Regions from separate parts of the Sus scrofa genome. Here all the other regions are linked to region 1. A link is a contact called in public HiChIP or PLAC-seq and promoter capture Hi-C data. All regions are on one chromosome and are shown on one strand. Each heading gives the region's core, a stretch centred on a gene start, on an enhancer-like site or on the middle of the called end of the contact. The rest is flanking DNA. Distances are from core to core; before and after follow the strand shown.

Region 1 (3,510 bases), core at 557-3,056:
TGGAGGTTCCCAGGCTGAGGGTCAAATGGGAGCTGTAGCTGCCAGCCTACAGAAACTCAGGATCCCAGCCGTGTTGGCAACCTACATCACAGTGGATCCTTAACCCACTGAAGGAGGCCAGGGATCGCTCCTGTGTCCTCAGGCATGCTAGTCAGATTCATTTCCACTGAGCCATGAGAGGAACTCCCGGAGAGGTTCTTACTGCCATTCCTTCATTACAGTCTCACCGATGATCTTCAAGTTAATCAAAGTATTAATAAATCATGTATTCAAAAAACTATTGCTTAGAAAAGAGATAAGCACAAACATTCAAAAACAAACTAAAACCACAGACATAATTAAAAACACTTTCATAGTTAAAAAAATGTCTGTAATATAAACATGTAATAAATAAAAATGCTGAAGTTACAAGCAACATTCTTAATGGACTTCAGGCACTGCCTAAAACTGGCCTGTTTGCACAAACTAAAATCTAAGGCAGAAATCATAACTACCAGCATAACTCTACGTTTAACTTTAAGAATTACCAAAACCTCTACTACAAATTTTAGGTAATAGCAAGCATCTCCTTCCTCTCCCCCTTCCAAATGTGTTTTCTTCTTAAAGGGAAAGTATTGCAAATGCCTATAAAAAGATTTACACTACTTCAAAACGATATATTAACATCTTGAGACTCTGGCCTTATGGGCCAGACTTCCCTAAGTATCTATTTCATAATTTTTTGATAATGCAGGCATCACCATAATATACAAGAATCATGCAGAAAAACGTCCCCCAAATAAAAAGCAAAGCCAAGGTGATGCTAATTCTTGGTCGAGATCATTTTTCTTAGTTCCCACACAGATAATATTTTTGATTATCAACTTGAAATACCCCATAGTGAATTAAAAAAAATCACCCCGTAAATCCGTTCATAAATTAAACCTTGAATCTTTAAAAACAACCATTCAGCAACATAAATTCGTTTATTTCTCCACTGTTGATACTTTTAACTTTGAATATTGGGAAATTTCTAAATAAAGAAAAAAGCCATTGGGTCAACCCCCTTATACCCCTTCCCCTCCCTGCCCCCAAAAGCCTCAAACAAAAAGCAAAACCTCCTGCCCAACTGTTTTCTTAAAACAAAACAAGTAGCTAAACTATTATTTTTAAGCTAGCCTTGCTCTCAATTCTCCACTGCACCTTCACCTTAAACCAAAACGCACCCTGGACAAGACTAACCTAAGCTCTGTTTACAGGAGGCTCAGAGTGGTGTTTGGCTGTCAGGCCTGGGAGTAGTAAGGCCCCTAGTTTTCGGACCCTTCCCCTAGCATTTCGCATTCGCTCACTTCAAGTGTGAATTAGAGGGGCCGAGAATGCTGAGCCCAAAAGGGCAGAGCCGGGGCCTAAACCGCTGCATGGTCCCCAAGGCGGCTTGCGCGGGAGGCAGGAAGGAGGAGACACCGATAACCGGACGCCGGAGGTCAGGAGTGCCCATGTAAACCGAGTTGGCGCTCGGACTTGGGAACACAACGCTCGGGACCCTCTTCACTGCCTCCTTTACCTTCCCCTCCCCCATGCGGGAGAAGCAGGGCCCCGGCCCGGTGCGCGAAGTGGGAGGAGGTAAACTCGTCCTGTCACTGCTCCGGGAGAGGCTGGAAGGAGCACATGTTCTACGGGGAGAAGCGGCGGTCGCCCCTGCCTCGGCCTCTAAAGCAAGAAACCACTTCCAACCCCAGAGTTCTGTCCCCTGCGCCTCACCAAGTCGTAGTCCTCCTCATCATCGCACATGAAATCATCCTCCATGTCAGACATCTTGGCTGGGAGGGGGGAGGGGGAGGGGAAATTGGCGACAACCTCCTCCCACAATCCTCCGCGGTTCAGTGGCGTCACTCCCAGCCTCTCCTTTCCTTCCCGTCGCTCTTAGAGGAGCTGAATGTTTCCTCCCGGAACAAATTAGCTCCGTTTAGAGAGGATTCGCTACGACGCCAAAAGCTAGTGCACCGTCCCCCTCTTCCTGCGAGACGGTTGGTGCCTTAGCAAGTAAACCTAGCAACTAGGGAATCGAAGAGTACTGGAGGACTTAGGAAGCCTTCTGCTCACAAGGAGCGGTTTTCAGCCTCCTGGGCAAGGGAACAGTCTCCTTCCTTGCCTGGGACTCTGGAACCATTTCTTTTTGGTGAAAGTAAGAGGCAGCTTGGGATCAAAAACCTTTCACGGAGAAAAATCCCGACATGCCCATCCCATGTGACAGGTAGTATTTTTTTTTTTTTGCCATGTTTGTCGTCGTGCATTTAACTCACACATTTTGGTCCTGGGATGTTGGGAGACCTTTCAGCAACATGGTTTACACGTAATGTTTGTTATATCTGTAGTCGACAAAACGGTTCTGTGGCTATCTCAAATTAGTTAAGCATTAATCAGTTGAGGTACCTTAGGTCTTATTCAGTTGTTCAGCAAATTATGAACTGACCTTTACTGCCTGTGGGACCGAATTAAGGTAAAAGCTAAGGACTTTTTAAAAAAATGCATTATTGTTACACACCATCGTTAGTAGAATTCGAAATAAAGAAATGAAATAAGGGAAAAAACTGCTTTTCAAATAACGCTTTACTTACAAACTTCCAGTTCTGTTCACTTGAATCCATAAATTTTATATAGCACAGATAAAATTTCGGATTCTTTTTGCACCTAGTTATGTAACCGCATAGCAAAATGTATGCAATATATTGTTGACAATGATTATTTTATTTTTTTCCCTCCTTCCCTCCCTCCCTTCTTTTTTCTTTTTTTAATTTTATGGCCGCACCCTCAGCATATGGAAGTGCCTGGGCTAGGGATTGAATCTCAGCCTCAGCTGAGACCAACTCCACAGCTGCAGTAAAGCTGGATCCTTTTAACTCACCGTGCCAGGTTGGGGACCCAAATCACACCTCTGCAACAATCAGAGCCACTTAAGTGAGATTCTTAACTCACTGCCTACAGCAGGAACTCCAACGATGACTTTTTAAATTGTGGAATAATAGTCCCTTCATTGAATGTACCAATGCACCATAACTTACTTAAACATGCTATTATTGCTACACATTTTGAATATTGTAACAATAACACTGTTTTAAATTCTGGAGTTATTATTTTTGTCATTGTTCTTTCTTAAGAAAAAGTCCAAGAAGAGGAATTGCAGGATGGACTTTTTAGTAATCATTTAATTTACCATGTTTGGGGTCATAGTTCTTCAGAGTACTTATAACAATAATGCTGTCTACTTATACACAAAGTTTTTCCTTAGTAGTCTTCTCCTCGCAACATTTTATAATAAGAAAGTTCAAACTTACAGAAAAATTTAAAGAAATAGTCCAGTGAACATGTGTGTACCCACTGTCAGCTTTATTTGTATGTGTTAAATATTCTCAGAATCAGTTGAAAAATGCACACATCACTCTTAAATGCAGCTATGTGTATTTCCTAAAAATAAGGACATTCTCTTATCACAATATAATTATTACAGTAGGAGATTTAATAATTCCCTGC
Region 2 (3,510 bases), core at 342-2,841, 330 kb before region 1:
GCCTCTGGGAAATCTTCCTTCAAATAATGCAACATCTTCTGGGATGAAAATACCACTGCCTTCAACAAGCCCTCCCAATCCTGTTCCCTCGTGAAATTAATCACTCTTTGGCACTTTCAGGCTTTTTTTTTTTTTTTTCCTTTTCTTCTTTTTTAGGGCCGCACCCCGCTGCGTATGGAGGTCCCCAGAATAGGGGACCAAATGGAGCTGTAGCCGCGGGCCTACAGCACAGCAACGCTGGATTCCAGCCGCGTCTGAGACCTACACCACAGCTCACAGCAACACTGGATTCTTAACCTACTGAGCCAGGGATTGAACCCGCGTCCTCATGGATACTAGTCGGGTTTTGTTAACCACTGAGCCACGACAGGAACTCCAGGCTGTATTTCTTACACTTTTCTTATGGCTCCAATTTCAACTTCTCATTTAGTTGAGTATATTCACGTCTAAGCAGTGGATACAAATTGTTACACATTGTGAAGTAGATGGCAAAATTCAGCTTAAATAGACTCAAATTCGCGACCATAAAATAGAAAAGGTTAAGTGCCACAAAGGGGGCCTTGAGAGTTAGGAAATTCTACTTACTTGATTACATACTAGCTTCCTTTCTAGAATGAAAACAGCCAGAGCACACTAGCCTGATGTTTCAGACTTGGAATAGCAGGCTTAGGAGGCATCTATTTATTCATTCCACAATTATTTGCCAAGCACTGTTCAAGATCACAAAGTTCAACAGGGCTTGGCGGAGGGAAAGAAAACAGATGTATATAAAAATGATGACAATAATCTGATCAGTGCTAATGAGAGCATTTCGGACAAATATACTCAGGGTGCCCAGAGGATGCAGCGGGTAGGCACCCACAAGCTGAACGAAGAATAAACCAATGACCTTACCAAAGAACTCCTTTTGGCGTCAACCACGGTAAAAACAGATACCGAGAAAACGAAACTGCAAGACCCCAGGGTGCATCCTGGGGCTGCTGACTTGGGCTGCCGGCGTCACAGGCACTCGGTCAACACACGTGTACAGAGCACCCACTGTGAGCCAGGCACAGCGCCAGACGAACCACGGCGGGGGTCCCCAGGGTAGAGTCTCAGGGCTACTCTAGCGGCGTAGAGGAGGCAAGGAGGGCTTCTAAGACGTCACTTCTAAGTAGGATCTTGGGGTCTGGATGACACTTCAGAGACTGAGTCCCGCCACCCCGAGCAGTACACCACTGCAGTATTTGGGGAGGGGGCGGGTTAATCCACCCAGAAGCCCCAGCCAGAATCCCAAGGACTCCGCACCTCCTCCTACCCCTGCCGCAAGCCCATCCCCGAAGCGAAACTCACCGGAGGCCACAGATGCTGTCAACGTAGAGTCACCTTAGCTCTGGTGGAAGACCAGCCTCTAGCAAACCCCTCGCCCTGGCTCTAATCCGCTAGCTTCTTCCTAGTCACAACCGAACACTGGAGGCCTGAAGCCATTGAAGAGCAGCCTCCCCCTTCAATCGCCGGGTAGTAGCTGGCCTAGTAGGGGGGGCCATGGCGGCTGGGGGCAGGGCGAGGGGGCGGAAGTCTCCTCCTTTCTCAAGCTAGGTTGAGAAGTCCGCCTGCAGTTGCAAATACTATACGGCTGTTTAAAAGCGGGCGCCAGAGGTGGCGGGAAGTTCCTCCTGTGCGTCCATTGGTGGACTTGTGAGCCAATTACAAAAGGGTTCACTGCAGAGGGGGCGGGTTTATCGGTTGCATAGAGACGCCCTAGCACCTGGCCTCCTGCCTGTGAACTGGTCTTACCCAACCCCACCTGGTGCAATGCTCCTGCCCTCCGCGCTCCCCACTCCTAAATATCAGTTCTCAAGAGCGGTACACAGAATCCTTCGCTTCCCCCACCGAATCCACCTTGGAGGTTTTTGTATCTATCCTTCAGATTCTCTAAATTGCCTTAACAGCCTTAGAGGTTGTTTCACTTTGTCTTCTTGCTTACTAGATCCCACCTTGTTTGAATTTGTGTTTCTTTAATTACTGATGGGATGACACGTGTTTATTGACTACTTGAATTTCCTAGAGTGTGAATGTTCCTGTCACTCAGGTATATGTTAACCTGACCTTTAAGACAATGCTCTCCAGTCCGGAATAAATCCCATTACGGTATCTACCTTCCTGGGATAAAAGGGTCTCAGAAGAGCTCCTGCTGTAGTGCAATGGGATCGGCAGCATCTTGGGAACTCTGGGAGGCAGGTTCCATCCTTAGCCCGGCACAGTGGGTTAAAGGAACTGGCATTGCCGCAGCTGCAGCTTAGTAATTCGTGGCTCGGCTCGAAATTGATCCCTATCGCCGTGGGCGGCTGGGGGGTGGGAAGCGGGAGGTGGGGGAGGCGAGCGGGAGATGGGGACGCGGGCGGGGGGTTTTCCCAGAGACGCTCATGGAGTTGGTAGCAGTAAGTTCACACTAGTTTTAATTCTTTCCCATATACACTAGTATAGAGTAAAATAGTTGTTAAAAGTTGTCCATAGTCTGGCTCGTTTTCCTTTGCTACCTCACCATTCCACTTTTGGATACCAACACGAACCACTGCAACCCCATCAACTAAGCATAAGGGCCTGGCACATAAAATGCACTCAGTCCATAGCACTAGATGAATGAAACCTCTGGCCTGGCTCCCTGAGGTTCTCAGAATGCTTTTGGTTTGCTCAAACTCTATCTTTCACCTACAGTGCCCCTACTTAACTTCCCCAGCTACTCAGTCTCCAAGATAGATGAGCACATCCCCTGAAGTCTTTGATGACACATACCTCCCAACCTTGGTAGAAATGATCCTTCTCCCCTCTGGATATGGTGTATTCATCTCATTATAATCCTCATTATCTACTATAATTAGTTGCTGTGTAATCTTTCACTCAGTCCAGCGTCAATATCTTGAGACACTTACTTTGCTTCTTGGACACTTCATGGCCCCTGGAAGGCACTAAAAACAACTTTAATAAATGAGTAAATGAATAAATGAACAAATAAAATGAAGGATTTTTGCACCAGAAAAAGCAAATAAAAGGCATTTAAGTAAATGGCAGTTGTTGAAATCTGAGACAAGGTATGTTAGAACTAGGCAGGGGCTTTCCGTGTCTCGCTGCAGTGCATCAGCAAAAAAAGCTGTGTGTAGTGTCCTGTGCTGAGGGCGACAGTGATATGGTACAGCAAGAATGCTAAGCAGTCCCTGCCCACAAACAACTGGTTTTTATATGAAAGGAAAAAAAAAGTTAAGGCAAGAAAAGTACATGAGGAGATAGTGTTCATAGTCCCTTAAAGAGCGTTTTAGACTTTGGTAAGTTCTTTCCCTAACACTACCTCATTTTTCCTTGTGAGGGGCCAGTACAGGTATTAGGATCCCATTTTACAATGGAAGAAACTGACATCATCATAGTGACTTGTCCAAGGTTACACAGCCAATGTGAGATAAAGACAGAGCTTAAATCCAGCTCCTTTTTCTCTAAATCCAGAGTACATCACCATATGTAAAATATAACGGAGAC
Region 3 (3,510 bases), core at 728-3,227, 270 kb before region 1:
AATTAGTGCAGTTAGCTGAATTAGCTACATACATGGAAAACATATATAAATAAAGCCTATCCTCATATTATTTATATAAATAAATGTTTGATCCATAAAGGATTTATACAAAGGTCTTTTGTTAGAAGACAGATAAAAGATTATGCTTATGACCTTTGAGATAGGTAAATAGAAAGAAATAAGACATACAGGAAAGAAATCCTTAAATTTGATTACATGAAAATTCACTTTTAAACTTTTATGTAAGAAAAGAGCCCTGAGAATATAAACTGGTACAACCACTATGGAATACAGCATGGAGGTTCCTCAAAAAACTAAAATTAAAACTAATATATGACCCAGTAATCCCACTCCTGGGCAACATGCTTCCCAATGTTCATAGCGGAACTATTCACAATAGCCAAGACATGAAAGCAACCTAGATGTCTACTGCCAGATGAATGAATAAAGATACAATAGAATATTACTCAGATATAAAAAAGAATGAAATAATGCCATTTGCAGCAACGTGGATGATACTAGAGATTATCATACAGAGGTAAGTTAGACAGAGAAAGACAAACATATGATATCACTTATATATATGAACTCTAAAAAAATGATAAAAAATGAGCTTATTTACAAAACAGAAACAAACTCACAGACTTCGAAAACAGTTATAGTTACCAAAGGGGAAAGATGGGGGGAGGGATGGATTGGTGGTTTGGGATTGGCATATGGACACAATTGTATATGAAATGGATGGTCACTGGAGACCTGCTGTATAGCACAGGGAACTCTACTCAATATTCTGTGATAACCTATATGGGAAAAGAATCTGAAAAAGAAAGGATATGTTTATATGTACAATTGAACCACTGTGCTATACAGCAGAAATTAACACAACATTATATATCAACTATGCTTCAATAAAACATTTTTTAAAAGACCCTTGAAACAAGAAACAAGAGGCAGGGAGAAAATGTTTGCAACATGTGAAACAAAGTATTCATACACTCAGTTTATAAGAAATTCCTACATCAATAAGAAAAATAAACAAACCTAAAATAAGACCATTTAATTTTCAGAAGTAATACATAGGTTCACTAAACATATTGAAAGATAATTTCCAAGTAATAAGACTATGAAAAATAAAATAATACACCTTTAAGTGATAAAATTGTTAACAATCAACAAAATAATGTGTGGCAAGGGTGTGGATATTCTCAAATATGGCTGGCTAGAGCCTAAATTTGCACAGCAACTTTGAAGAGCAATTTGACATTTATTAAAACTAAAGGATGAATACCCTACAATTTCACCTTTGCACTTCTAGGTTTTCATTTGAGAGAAATATTGTCATTTGGGGATGTTCATTTACCCATAGTTTTTTCTTTTTTTTTTTTTACCCATAATTTTAAATATCAAAAATTATAAAATTATTTGTGCATTGTTAGGTCATTTGCAACATTGCTATACAAGTAGCATACTAGGAAAAACACATGTCTGTGGACACTAACACTGCTAAATCTTCAAGACATTGCTGAGGGCTTTTTCGTTTCCTTGTTTTGAAAGTTGAAGACAATTATGTTAAGATATGTAAAAAGAAAAAAAAAAAAAAAAGACTTTTCCAGAAGACAATAGAGAGATCCACGTAAATGCAAAGAAAGGGGGGGAGGGAATTTAAAGAATATACACCGAATTGCTAACAGTGTAAGGTTATGTCTCCTGCAAAAAGAAACAGGAGCAAGTATTTCTTCTATTTATTTTTTCTTTGTAGAACACCTTTAATATGCTTATTTGTTCATTTAACTTTTTTTTAATATTAGAGATGGATGGATCAATTCTTAATATATTGCTCTGTGGTTCAGAACATCTTTTGCTTTGGAGGTGCAGATTTAGCAGTCATTTGCGCCTAGAAAAAAGTAGTTAAAACCTAGGAGAAGATGTGATTGCCTGGGGATGGGGGAAGGAGGAGGAGCGAAAAGCGGAGGGAGGAAGGAGGAAGGCGATGGAGGAGGAGGGTTAAGGGGTGTTACAGAAGATGTGTAAAGTGTTTTCAAGATTACAGCATCAGAAGCAGAATGACTAAGTAAGGCAGGGGCTAAGCAATGCTCTCGTTTGTAAGTGTATTTAGTCTGAAAGGACCAAGGTCCCGTAAGTCCCCAGGAGCGAACAGCTAGCGGTTGCCGACTGAGCAGCGCGCCAAGCAGGAGGCGATTTCTGGGGGTCGCGCACACGCTCAAGGTCACGCAAGCCCACGGCGTGTGCGCAAGCGCACAACCGCGCGGCCGCGTAGCCCAGATCTTGCAGAAAACGCTTGGCGAGAGGTCTAGCCGATTGCACAATGTCGGAAATGCACGAGCTGTCCGAGCTTTATGAGGAGAGCAATGACCTGCAGATGGATGTGATGCCCGGCGAGAGCGACCTTCCGCAAATGGAGGTAGGCAGCGGGAGCCGGGGGCCGTCCCCGAACCCCTCCCGCTCCGGGGCCCCGCCACAGCTGGAGGAGGAAGGCCCAATGGAGGAGGAGGTGGCCCAGCCAATGGCGGAGCCGCAGGGGCAGCGAGGCCTCGCTAACCGGCCCAACCCTGGGGAGCGCCCGGGCCAGATCGCGGGCCCTGATTTCGAGAGCGAGGACGAGGGCGAGGAATTTGATGACTGGGAGGACGACTACGACTATCCGGAAGAGGAGCAGCTGAGTGGTGCGGGCTACAGAGTCTCAGCGGCCCTGGAAGAAGCCAACAAGATGTTTCTGAGGACCTCCAGAGCGAGAGAAGCAGCTCTGGGGGGCGGATTTCAGATGCATTATGAGAAGACCCCGTTCGATCAGTTGGCTTTTATCGAGGAGCTTTTTTCACTTATGGTTGTCAATCGTCTGACCGAAGAACTCGGCTGTGATGAGATTATTGATAGAGAGTAGTATGCTGTGAAGAGAGGAGGAAACTACTTGAGGAGAGACCCAACAACATTCCAGTCTCTTGGGTTCATTCCGAATAGTTCCGTGCCAATGAAACACTTGATCCAAAAGAAAAAATGGGGGGGGGGGCAGTGTAGACTAGGAAAGTGACTTCACAGTTATGGGAAAGGAAGAAAATTGTTAAAGGAAAAGGATCTCAGTACTGTTGAAACCTGTTTTCAAGAATGTCGTGAAACACTTGTGGCTTTGACTCTGTTACTGATCTAGATTAATTTCCTTGCATTTGGGAAAGTATCTTTCACATTTCCGGATGGCTTTGCAAGAAAAACCAAGACACATGGCCGGTACAAGAGCCCACTGATGTTAATCATATGAGAAAAAGTAACTAATTTATCCAACTTTGGACACCACATGTCTGAGTTATTTGGACTGAAAGCATACTGAAGATGTCATTTTGTGATTCATCTAAGCCAAGCTGTAGTTATTATCCAAAGGCTAAATTTTTAGCGAAAGGTAAATTGAGTATTCTTCAGTATTGCAAAAGAATAATCGAGCCTCCAAAGAAATGTGTATCATGTGTGCTATATCTTAAAGCGTGTTTCCAAGAGCAT

What was found. Promoter capture Hi-C pulls out the DNA fragments that hold promoters and counts their contacts. HiChIP or PLAC-seq counts read pairs in DNA pulled down with a chosen protein or histone mark.
Region 2: an H3K27ac HiChIP or PLAC-seq map of skeletal muscle shows a contact between it and region 1. The contact joins the promoter of CEP152 here to the promoter of COPS2 in region 1. A contact is called at or near these places in 1 of 5 promoter capture datasets (fetal liver) and 1 of 2 datasets of contacts at active chromatin or transcription factors (skeletal muscle).
Region 3: a promoter capture Hi-C map of liver shows a contact between it and region 1, with 5 times the contacts expected there. The contact joins the promoter of EID1 here to the promoter of COPS2 in region 1. A contact is called at or near these places in 1 of 5 promoter capture datasets (liver), 3 of 47 Hi-C or Micro-C datasets (embryonic fibroblasts, fetal heart ventricle and heart right ventricle) and 1 of 2 datasets of contacts at active chromatin or transcription factors (skeletal muscle).

Annotation. Positions count from the first base shown.
Region 1 is chr1:122,540,711-122,544,220 of Sscrofa11.1, reverse strand. It overlaps COPS2 (COP9 signalosome subunit 2), which reads right to left and starts at 1,806. Exons shown (of 13, transcript NM_001105301.1): 1 at 1,741-1,806. The coding sequence starts at 1,794. GALK2 (N-acetylgalactosamine kinase) reads left to right here and starts at 1,934. Exons shown (of 11, transcript XM_003121519.6): 1 at 1,934-2,233.
Region 2 is chr1:122,874,227-122,877,736 of Sscrofa11.1, reverse strand. It overlaps CEP152 (centrosomal protein of 152 kDa), which reads right to left and starts at 1,591. Exons shown (of 27, transcript XM_005659632.3): 1 at 1,333-1,591.
Region 3 is chr1:122,810,948-122,814,457 of Sscrofa11.1, reverse strand. EID1 (EP300-interacting inhibitor of differentiation 1) reads left to right here and starts at 1,977. Exons shown (of 1, transcript XM_001928761.4): 1 at 1,977-3,510. The coding sequence starts at 2,327. The coding sequence ends at 2,902. The region is part of intron 4 of SHC4 (SHC-transforming protein 4); the gene reads right to left.